2 separate regions of the Rattus norvegicus genome follow, and region 1 is linked to region 2. A link is a contact called in public Hi-C data. All regions are on one chromosome and are shown on one strand. Each heading gives the region's core, a stretch centred on a gene start, on an enhancer-like site or on the middle of the called end of the contact. The rest is flanking DNA. Distances are from core to core; before and after follow the strand shown. Region 1 overlaps Shb (SH2 domain containing adaptor protein B). Region 2 overlaps Shb (SH2 domain containing adaptor protein B).

What was found. Hi-C and Micro-C count contacts between places; a contact is called where the count stands out from the background.
Region 1: a contact with region 2 is called in a Hi-C map of hepatocytes, with 2.1 times the contacts expected there. The contact joins two enhancer-like sites. A contact is called at or near these places in 4 of 12 Hi-C or Micro-C datasets (hepatocytes, kidney, mammary epithelial cells and 1 more).

The regions. Positions count from the first base shown.
Region 1 is chr5:64,516,199-64,521,104 of GRCr8, reverse strand. The region is part of intron 2 of Shb (SH2 domain containing adaptor protein B); the gene reads left to right. Among named protein-coding and RNA genes, the nearest start is that of Slc25a51, 60 kb to the right of the region's middle. Within about 2 kb of position 3,419, at least 12 of the 93 cell types and tissues checked have an H3K27ac peak or open chromatin away from gene starts, as enhancers often do. A contact at or near this core is called in hepatocytes, where this site is marked.
Region 2 is chr5:64,483,300-64,488,072 of GRCr8, reverse strand. All of the region lies in intron 5 of Shb (SH2 domain containing adaptor protein B), which reads left to right. Among named protein-coding and RNA genes, the nearest start is that of Slc25a51, 27 kb to the right of the region's middle. Within about 2 kb of position 3,307, at least 10 of the 93 cell types and tissues checked have an H3K27ac peak or open chromatin away from gene starts, as enhancers often do. A contact at or near this core is called in hepatocytes, where this site is marked.

The DNA.
Region 1 (4,906 bases), core at 2,170-4,669, 33 kb before region 2:
GGTTAAGGGCACTTGAGACTCTTGCAGAGGACCCAGGTTTGATTCCCAGCACCCATGGGGCAGCTCACAACTGCTTGTAGCTCCAGTTCCAGGGATCTTTGCCATCTGCAGGTTCTGCACTCACATGGTGCACAGACAGGCATTTAGGCCATACATCAATACACATAGAATAACTAAAATGTGAGTAAAGACAGAACCGTTTACTTCAGGGTTCTTATCTCAGGCTTCGAATGGGTAAACACATGAAATAGGAACCGCTTAGAAAGAATACCAGGACAGAAGTTGTTGTTCTGTCCCAGCAGAATGTGGCTGAGGATGAAATGAGTCCTCTGGTGAAAGCAGATTTGGGAGATCCCCGCTCCCACAGACAATCCCAGACATCTTTTCCTGTCCTGACCTCAGTTTCTCCTTCTTCCCTAGGGCTAAGGTAAAAACTAATCATACCATCTCAGTATAGATAAGAGCAGGTGTCGGCAGGACCAGAAGCAAAGACTCCTGCACCAAGAAGCTGAGGCAGGAGGATTGCACATTCTAAGCTAGTTGGACTACATAGTGAGGCCCTGAGAAAGGTGGGCCAAAGAATGGCGTGTGCCTGGTGTTTAAAAAAAAAAAAAAAAATCAAACATACAGTGAAAAGTGAAAACCATCTCTCCTGGGACACGGATGGCTAATGATTGCATACTCTTTTGTGCATGGTGTATGCGTTCCTGCGTAACAAGAAGAGAGCAGAGGAGGATCCCAGGCATCTTCTACCTCAATCCTTGGAGACAGGGTCTGTCACTGAAACTCAGCCTGGAGACTGGGAGGGTTGTCAGTAAGCTGGGGTCCATCTTCCTCTGCCCCCTAATGCCAGGGTTACACGCACAGTTTTCACATGGGTGCTGAGGGCTCTAATTCAGGTCCTTACACTTGGACAGTGAATGCTCTTCCCTCTCTGCCCAGTTCAGTGATCTGTGTCTTCTTTTTTTTTTAAAGATTTATTTATTTACTTTATGTATGTGAGTACACTTTCACTGTCTTCAGACACACCAGAAGAGGGCATCAGATCTCATTACAGATGGTTGTGAGCCACCATGTGGTTGCTGGGATTTGAACTCAGAACCTCTGGAAGAGCAGTCAGTGCTCTTAACCACTGAGCCATCTCTCCAGCCCCTGTGTCTTCTTTTAAAACCTATTCCTGGGTTGGGGATTTAGCTCAGTGGTAGAGCACTTGCCTAGCAAGCTCAAGGCCCTGGGTTCGGTCCCCAGCTCCAAAAAAAAGAATAGAGAAAAAAAAAAAAACCTATTCCTTTTATTTTTAGAAAGTATTTGTGTGTGTGCGTGTCTGGACATCTGTGTTTGGTGCATGGCTGTGTGTGTGTGTGTGTGTGTGTGTGTGTGTGTGTGTGTGTGTGTGTGTGTGTGTGAGAGAGAGAGAGAGAGAGCGCTCGCGAGAGCGAGAGCGCGTGTGCACATTTGCAGGTCAGAGGACGGCCTGCAGGAGATTCTCTCCCACTTCCTGGGTCCTGGGACTCAAACCCCGGTTGTCAATCTCGGAGGCAATCCTCTTTTGCCTCAGCGGCCCAGTTCACACATTCTTCTGGCTTTTCCTCACGTGCTTCCAACAGGCATCTGCACATACTGACATGTGCAGACGCATTCTTTTCTACAGACATGCTGGCTGGTCCCAGATCTTGTCTGGGGTCATTAGCCCCTGTGGACGACTCCATCAAGTGACTGGAGCACAGTGCTTTTTGCCATTCTGTTCACAGTGAACATCCAAGTCCATTTATTTCTGCCTATGGCTGTAGGTATTTTCAGAAATAAACTCCAGGCCATGTGCTATTGAAAACTTGTTAAATCTATCAAGCTTGCCTCTGAAAAGGCCATCTTCAGTTTATCTTCCCTCCAGCAGTCTTTTAGTACTATTTCTTTTCTAGACAAGCATCTTAAAAGTATCTTTTTCCCCCCTGTGCTAAATTCTGAATTTGTAGCACACTTGTTTGTTTAATGTTGTTCTCTCAACTTGTATTTTTGGAGCAACTGCATAGCAGGATTTCTATGTTAGGAATCTCAGGGGTGTTTCAAGATGGATTAGACTGAACCCAGTCCTCAGAAACAGAAGGGGGTAGGGGACTATCTGAGCTTCTGTATTGCTAGGTGTCACAGTCCCAACCCCACCCCCACCCCCCGTGGGTGTAACAGAGACTCCACTGCCTTTGTGTATTCATCTTTGAGTCCCTCACTGTCTGTAACACATAGGGTTCACTTCTCCATATCCCAAACTAAGCAGACGCTTGCCCTTGGTCCCAGGGTCAGGTCATTTCAGGTGGAGTCACTCCAGTGAATCGAAAGTATGGGAAGAAGGCTGCCCCTGCTTGCCATTTGCTAGAGCCCCTCCCTGCTTTGGGTTCTAGAAATGGGCGATACTTCTCCGTGTTAGGTCTCTGCAGTGCCCCTTTTCAGGACCCTAAGGCAGGGCTGTCATTTGGTTTCTTCTGCTTCATTTCTGCCGAGCCCTTTCCCTGACGTAGTTTGGGATGGCTGTGCACAGAGTGGTCTGTGCGAGCTGTTGGTGGAAACCAACCTGGACAATGGAAGCTTTGCGGTTGGTTCCACGCCTCTCTCCCCTTACTGGGTCTGTTGTGCTGTGACACTAAAAAGAGGTAACAACAGAGCTGGAAGAGCTGAGGTAAGGGACAGTAAACCCCTCACCCAGGAGCTGACCTCATCCACTAAGTGGGCAAGGTGGCTTTGCCCACCAGGACCATTCTGCGGTTGGTGGCTGTAAGAACCCAGCAGTGCAGAGGGTGTTTTGAGCTGGGGGATGTTGGGTAGAACAAGGGACTCCCTTCAGCCTGTTGTTTTTCTAAGTTTGGGTTGGACTTTGGCTGGCCATCATTCTTGAGCTAGGTGAGGATCCTGACTGGATAGGCCGGTGGTCTCCTGAGCTGAAGCTGCAGCTCTAGAGCGACAGGTGCTCTGTGAGCCTCCAGGGTATCCCGAGAAACCAGACTGAGGGACTCCAAAGTGAGGAAGATCATCATAACCAAACTCTTCCCTCATCTAAGAGGAATCTCAGCTCCAAAGGACTGGCAGACCAGAGGGCCAGGCTGGTCCTGGGCCAGCAGCCTCACTGCTTCTGTCCAGAAGGTTGGGGTTGTCTGTCAGTCCCAGGAGGAATTAGTTCTTTGACGAGGAAGGCTAGGCAGAGTTCTTGCCAGGTCTCACCAGGTCGCTTCCACCAGACATCTGTGCTGGGCATGAAGCCAGCCACGTTCTCTCAGCATGAGTCCGTGACCCTATAAGGAGCCCAAGGACAGTTGGGGTTTGACCAGTGTGCCGGGGAAGCCTGGCAGGGTGCCTCGGTTAGGTGACAGGGACCAGCAGCCAGAAGAGGATCTTGGCAACTCTGGAAGGAGGCCTCTGTGCCTGCTGTCAGTTTGTAGTTGCCAGCTTAGGGCTGCAGGACTGAGGACCGGCACATGGGTTGGCTGTCTGTGTGGCATCTAGAATGGGCCGAATGGCTCCCTGGTAGGCAGGTCTGCCTCATGGCACTGTCCTTGCTTTCCTTAGAGACCGACCCTAATGATGTCTGTAGGCACTCCATATGGCTTTGCCAGATAGGGCCCACTGGGATATCCTATCGTCCTGATTGGCAGGAAGGCAGTGTGTCTGGTCATTCAGCTAGGCAGGACCTGGTCCTTCCAGGGCTTGTGGCTCCTGCTGACTTCGGTTCATGCTCTTTTTGCACTTAGTGGAATTCAGGGGGAACACTGACTTCTGCTGAAAGGGAGCTACCAATGACCAAGGGTTGGGAACATGAGCTCTGGAGCCAGGCTGTCTCTACTTACCCTCACTTGGTAGCAGTGGTCAGATGGGCAGGTCTGTGTTGGAATTAAGAGAAACTGGGTGTACTGTGATCAACAGACCTGGTACCCGATACTGTATAATTGTATACTGTCTTCTACACCCTACCTTACAACAGTAAGCTATAGACTTCTCGTCAGCTCAGGATGATCCCGTGGCTCTTCTAAAGCTGGCTCTGAGCCTCTTTGAGGACCCGTGAGGACCTGCTTCCTGAGGGTGAGGGCTGTAGCCCATCCCCCATGGCTTTATCACGTTAGAGAATGGCCTTAGATTCCTCTGGAAGCCAGGCTTCACTGTGCTCAGTAGACTGGAAGAGTGCCCTGCCCCAGGACTGTCCTGAGAGACTTCTGTGTGCTTTTGCTGAGACGGATGGGTCCTTGCTGGGCTCCGGCCTCCTCCTGCTGCACAGGAGCCCGGGGATGCCTGGCCCATCTTTTCAGGGTTGGGCTGAGGATGATGTTTTTTGGATTTGGGGGATATTTACATGTGTTGGGATGCAAGTATAAACATGAAAGTTACATGTATTATACACACCTAATGGCAATAACCTAGCTGTATATGGAACTTCAGCATGCCTGCATTTCGACTGTAGCCTGTAACATGAAGCCTGCTGTGGACTCATGTCAGCACTCACAAGGTTTTAGACTTTGAATTTTTGGATTTGCACATGTATTACTCTTGTCTGTGTCTTGGGATAAGGAATACTCACCCAAAACCCAGGACAGTGCCTAGAAGCAAGTAACTAATTAAATAAAATCGATGGTAGATGGTTGTATTAGGGCTCTTTAGAGTCACAGAATTTATAAAATGTCTCTGTATAGGAAAGGAATTTATCGTAGTCTAACTAACCTAACAGTGGATAAGAGGTCCAAGAATCTAGTAGTTACTCAGTCCCACGAGCGTAGCTGTCTCAGCTGGGCTTCTGTAGAAGTGGGTTCCAGCAGACGTGCTGGCACGAAAGTGCAAGCAGGTAGAAAAGAGCGAGTCTTCCTTCTTCCAGTGTCCTTACATAGCTCTCCAGCAGAAGGTGTGGTCCAGATTATAGGTGTGTACCTCC
Region 2 (4,773 bases), core at 2,058-4,557:
GAGAATGGTGAGTTTGAAGTGTGCAGATGGCCTCCGGAGTGAGAGGATGCTGAGCTGTGCCGGCCAGCCAGCAGACATTTGCCTGCCACTGCCCTCAGCATTCAGCCAGCCATCTTCCAGGCCCCAGAGCCTGTATGTCAACAGTTTTGGGTAGTGTGGTAGGTAGAGAGGGTTCAGGAAGGTTCAGAACAGTGGGTTTGAATCCTGCACTACTCCAGGGTAGATGGACATAGCAGTCCTGGCCCTTCCTTTAGGAAGGGATTCAGACAGACCTCAGTTTGAGTTCCCCAGCGAAGCAGGGAGGACATGTCCGATAGCAAAGGGGGTGGGCACTTAGAGTGTAGCTCTCCCTCTGTGACAGCGCCACCAGAAAGCTTTCATTCTTGCAGCTAGCAGAGGTCATGTGACACCACAGCTGTGGGTGAAGCTCAGATTTTAATGCAGCCTGACATTCTTTCTGCCCTGCCGGGTCCATCAGAGCAGAAGGCACCCCCTTCTTACCACCAGGACTCTCCAGATGTTCCTAACAGGACGCAGGTCAGGCATCCTCTGGCAGCTTTTCCCAGGCAGTTGTGACATGTTACAAGCCTGAAGACATGGACCTGAAGGCAGGGCTCCTCTGTCTGGCTTTCTTCTCAGAGTCCAGTCCTCATTACCAGTGGGGAAATGCAACCCTCCTTGTTTCCTCTTTACAGTGAGTAAGCCAAGCTTCCATAGGAACCCGTTCTGCTAGGCTGTGTGACTAGGGGCAGGCAAGGCGTTCTGCCTGACCCCAGGAGACAGACAGATAGACAGACAGACAGACACACACACACACACACACACACACACACACACACACACACACACACACACGGGGTGTGTCATGGAAACCTGGGGTGGTGTCTGGTAGCAGACAGAAGCCCAAGGCAGCTCACAGGGTGGGGTACCTCCATAGCTTTGCAGATGGGCCTCTGCCCGTGGATGGATGCTAGGCAGGAGGGAGGCAGCTGCACCAGCTCAGGGAAGGACAAGGACAGTTGGTAGATGGGTGACAAACAGTAAGGGGAGAGAAGGGCAAAGTTGAGGCCTGGTTTCTGAGTGGCTAGGGGATCAGATACATTTCAGGCTTTGAAAATGACCCGCTGCCGCCGCCGCCCCCCCACACACACACACACCAGACGTGGCTCCCTGCTTCCCTCTGATTGGATCGTGCAGCTCCCCCCCCCCCCCAACGGTGTGTGCTATGCTGATTCTGCCTCGCACTGTCCAGCAGCAAGATTTGTGCTGGGCGGGGGGGGGGGGGGGGGGTGGTGGCTGTCTCCTCCCAGCCTGCTCCATCCTCCCTTTGTTCCTCCTGGGTCCTCCCAGCATCTGACCTACCCCGATTACATTCCCAGCAGGCTTTTAATTATACTCTATCAGCCTGCTTCATCTGCCTGTGTGGCTCAGCCACCAGGGGAGGCATTCCAACTGCCCATTCGTCACCAGGGACATCCCATGGCCCGGACACTTCCTTTGGAGGTGCTGGCCGATCTCTCCAAACCAGAGCATTTCCTTTAATCACCCCATACCAGTTTGTTAACATAATGTATTTAATGAAATTTTGCCAGAGCCATCCAGGAAATGGTTGCTTGGGGCCTTCAGGACATCCCTTGGGATGCTATCCATGAGGACAGCTGCAGAGCGTGTCTGCATGAGAAGGAAGAGCCCTGGGTCAGGCACCCCTCTGCCCCCAGTGGCTTCCCACCTTTGTGCACATGGAGATGCCACACAGATGCATGGGTTCACGGCAGCCTGGGTTCTGACCTCCGCGAGGGGTGTGTGGTGGAGGGGTTTGTTTCTCTTAGACCGTGGTAAACAATTCAGGTCTCCCACAACAAACCCCATCTGCCTTAACTCGAGGCATCTGGTGGATCTCAAAGCCACAGTTGCGTACTGTAAGACCCCAGGTTATAGGCAGCGCTTAACTGTTCCCTGGGCCCCTGTCAGTGAGAGCAGAGTCAGGAGGCGACACACAGACTCTGCCAGCAGCTTGTCATCGTCTTGTCCCACCTCCCGATTCTGCAAGGTTATGACCCTTCTGAGCCTCACCAGCACTGTTTCCTTCTCCTGCTCTCCTGATAAATGTTCTGGGTATTTGAGGCAGATTTATAAAATCACACGTCGGGTTTTACAGCCCTCATCTTTGCTGCCATAGCTCAGAGCTGTAAAAGCTGCGTTTGCCTTTGTGTGGGTGTAAGTGAGGTGGGGTCCCTGGCATGTGTGCACATCTGGCACTTCCCCTCAAACCTGTTCATGTCCAGGTCGGTCCCCCAGTGGGCAGTCCCGCCCCGAAAAAACATTTGCCACTTGTAATCAAGCTTCCCCCCCCCCCCCGTTGCTTTCTAAGATGACTTCACCCAAGAGGACTCAGAGTCAGATGGGTTTGGCAAAGCTGACTTATTAAAAATCCTTTTAATAGAGTATTTTTCCCCACCCCTTTTGCGAGTTTTCCTTTTGAAAATCCGCATGTGGCTGATGGCCTCCAAGTGTGGGGTTCATGCCACGTTCTCAGCCCAGATGCTTAGGATAGGGGGTACAAACAAGCAGGCAGAAGAGAGGGATTCTGGTGGGGGCGTTAGGGGGCTTCCTGCAGGTGATAGCGTGTGGACAGGGCCTTGTGGGTTATACAGAGCTTGTGTCAGCCTTCCTGTCGCTATGACCACAGCGTCAGAAAGAAACAGCTGCAGGAACGGGTGGCTTATTTTGTCTCCGTGGTTTCAGTCCTGGCATAGAGAGCAGAGCAGCTCAGTGTGTGTTGGCTGGAGAGTGTGGTGGACGCTGCTCACACCACTGAGGGTGAGGAAACAGAGCCAGGCAGATCTGAGGCAGGTGCCTGCTTCAAATACTGACTCCCAGCGACATACCTCTCCAGCTCAGCATACACGTACACCACACACACACACACACACACACACACACACACACACCACACACACACACACACACCACACACACACACACACACCACACATACACACCACACACACACACACACACACACACACACGGTTTTCATGGCATCCCAACACAGCTGGGGAACAAGTGTTCAAAACATGTGCCTGTGGGAGAAACAGATTTCAGACTCAAACCATAACAGATTTGAAAGGAGAAAATGGGGAAGTCGATGCTCCCGCCCAGTGAGAGCCATTCCCCCCCATCACACCCACTTTGCCTTTCAAGGTCATCAGCTCAGGAAAGTCAGGTTATTCACTGGCCAGTGCTGGCCTCTGGCACTCATAGCCCTGCAGCCTTTGCACTGTCACCACAGCTCGGCTTGCCAAAGACCAAGCAATGTGCTAGACATAGCCTTCCATGAAGTGATGTGCCTGCCGTGTACCTTGGAGCCTGTGCAGTGCTTGGTCACTGGAGTTGGGAACCAACTCGAACAGGCTGTGAACGGTGTCCTCTGAGGGAGGTGGAATGGTGCCAGTGACCATGATTACGGGCTTGATGCTGCCTGAGTTCTGACTGACACTCAGACCTAGACTGTGACCTGGGCTTCCAGCGTCTTCTGCCTCCACAGAGCAGCATGCCCCTTCCGAGTTCCGAGTTCCAGGCTGGGGAGGTAATCTTTTCTGTCCTGAATGGCTCCAAACGCAAACACCACCCAGGCTTGACTCTTTGTGGGACTGGAGTTCTAACAGGCAGCCAGTCAGTTCTGACGGTGAGCAACTGTAGCTAATTACTTGCAGCCATGCTGGAAAAGAAAAACATAATTAATGTGGCCAGACCCTGGCCAAATAATAAAATGGAGGCTTTGTTGTGTATCAAGGCAGAAATCAATTTCATTAGGGAGCAGAGAGCTAGAGATTTAATTTTGAGGAAATTCCCTACCTTGTGGAAAGAGGCTGTCAGGCAGCTGCCGGAATGAATGTCCAACATGAGCGATTTTGCCCTCCAGAGCCGAGACAACTGAGAAGTGACCGTGGCCTTCTGGAATAGTTTGTCAATCTTTTGAGTGTGGGATAAGCTGTGGCTTTTGCTTGTTAGCAGTCTTGAGCGTGTGTGCTTTGGTTTGGGCTGGGAGGCGAGAGCTTTCTGCGCCTAATGGTTGTGGGGGGTCAGTAGAATTCCTTTGAGACTAGGAGGAGAGAGGTACCCTCAGGAGGTCACAGGCACCCACCATTAATGATGGAGTTTATGCGCAGATGTCAGGACCAGTGGCCTAGCTAGGCAAACCCACCAGGGACACCAGTCAGGCCAACTGGGTTGTAAACATGGAGTGACTACTGTGAGGGGGAAGCCATTGTGCCCCATAAGGATATCTGGAGAGGGGTCGCCTCCTGTGCTTCCTTCCCAGGGCAGGTAGAATGCCCAAGGTCTGCTAGAACCAGAGCCTGGAGCTGCCCCCAGATAGGTGTAGTAGGAATATTTCGGCCCAGAGTGGGGAAAGACTTTACCATTGCAGAGCCGAAAAACACACTGAAGGCAGATCCTGGTTCCCCGGAGGCCCAGGGAGCTGCAAGCCTGGGAAGTGTCTTCAGGGCCACCCTAAGAAAGGCCCTGGGGCTCTGGGCACCTGTTGTGTGTTTGATCAGGCTTCTAATTTGCATATGCAGGACCCCCTCCATAGTCATCTGGTCCCCTGTTCCCATTGTAGGAAACTGTAGCAGGCCAGGACTCTCAGCTCTCAACACTGGGCTCAGGAACTGCTGCCTGGTTCCTGAAGACAGAGGGGCATTTTCCCCACTGGGAATCACTGTCGTTCCTGTGTCTGACCTGTTGACAGGCCACTATGTGCCTTTGAAA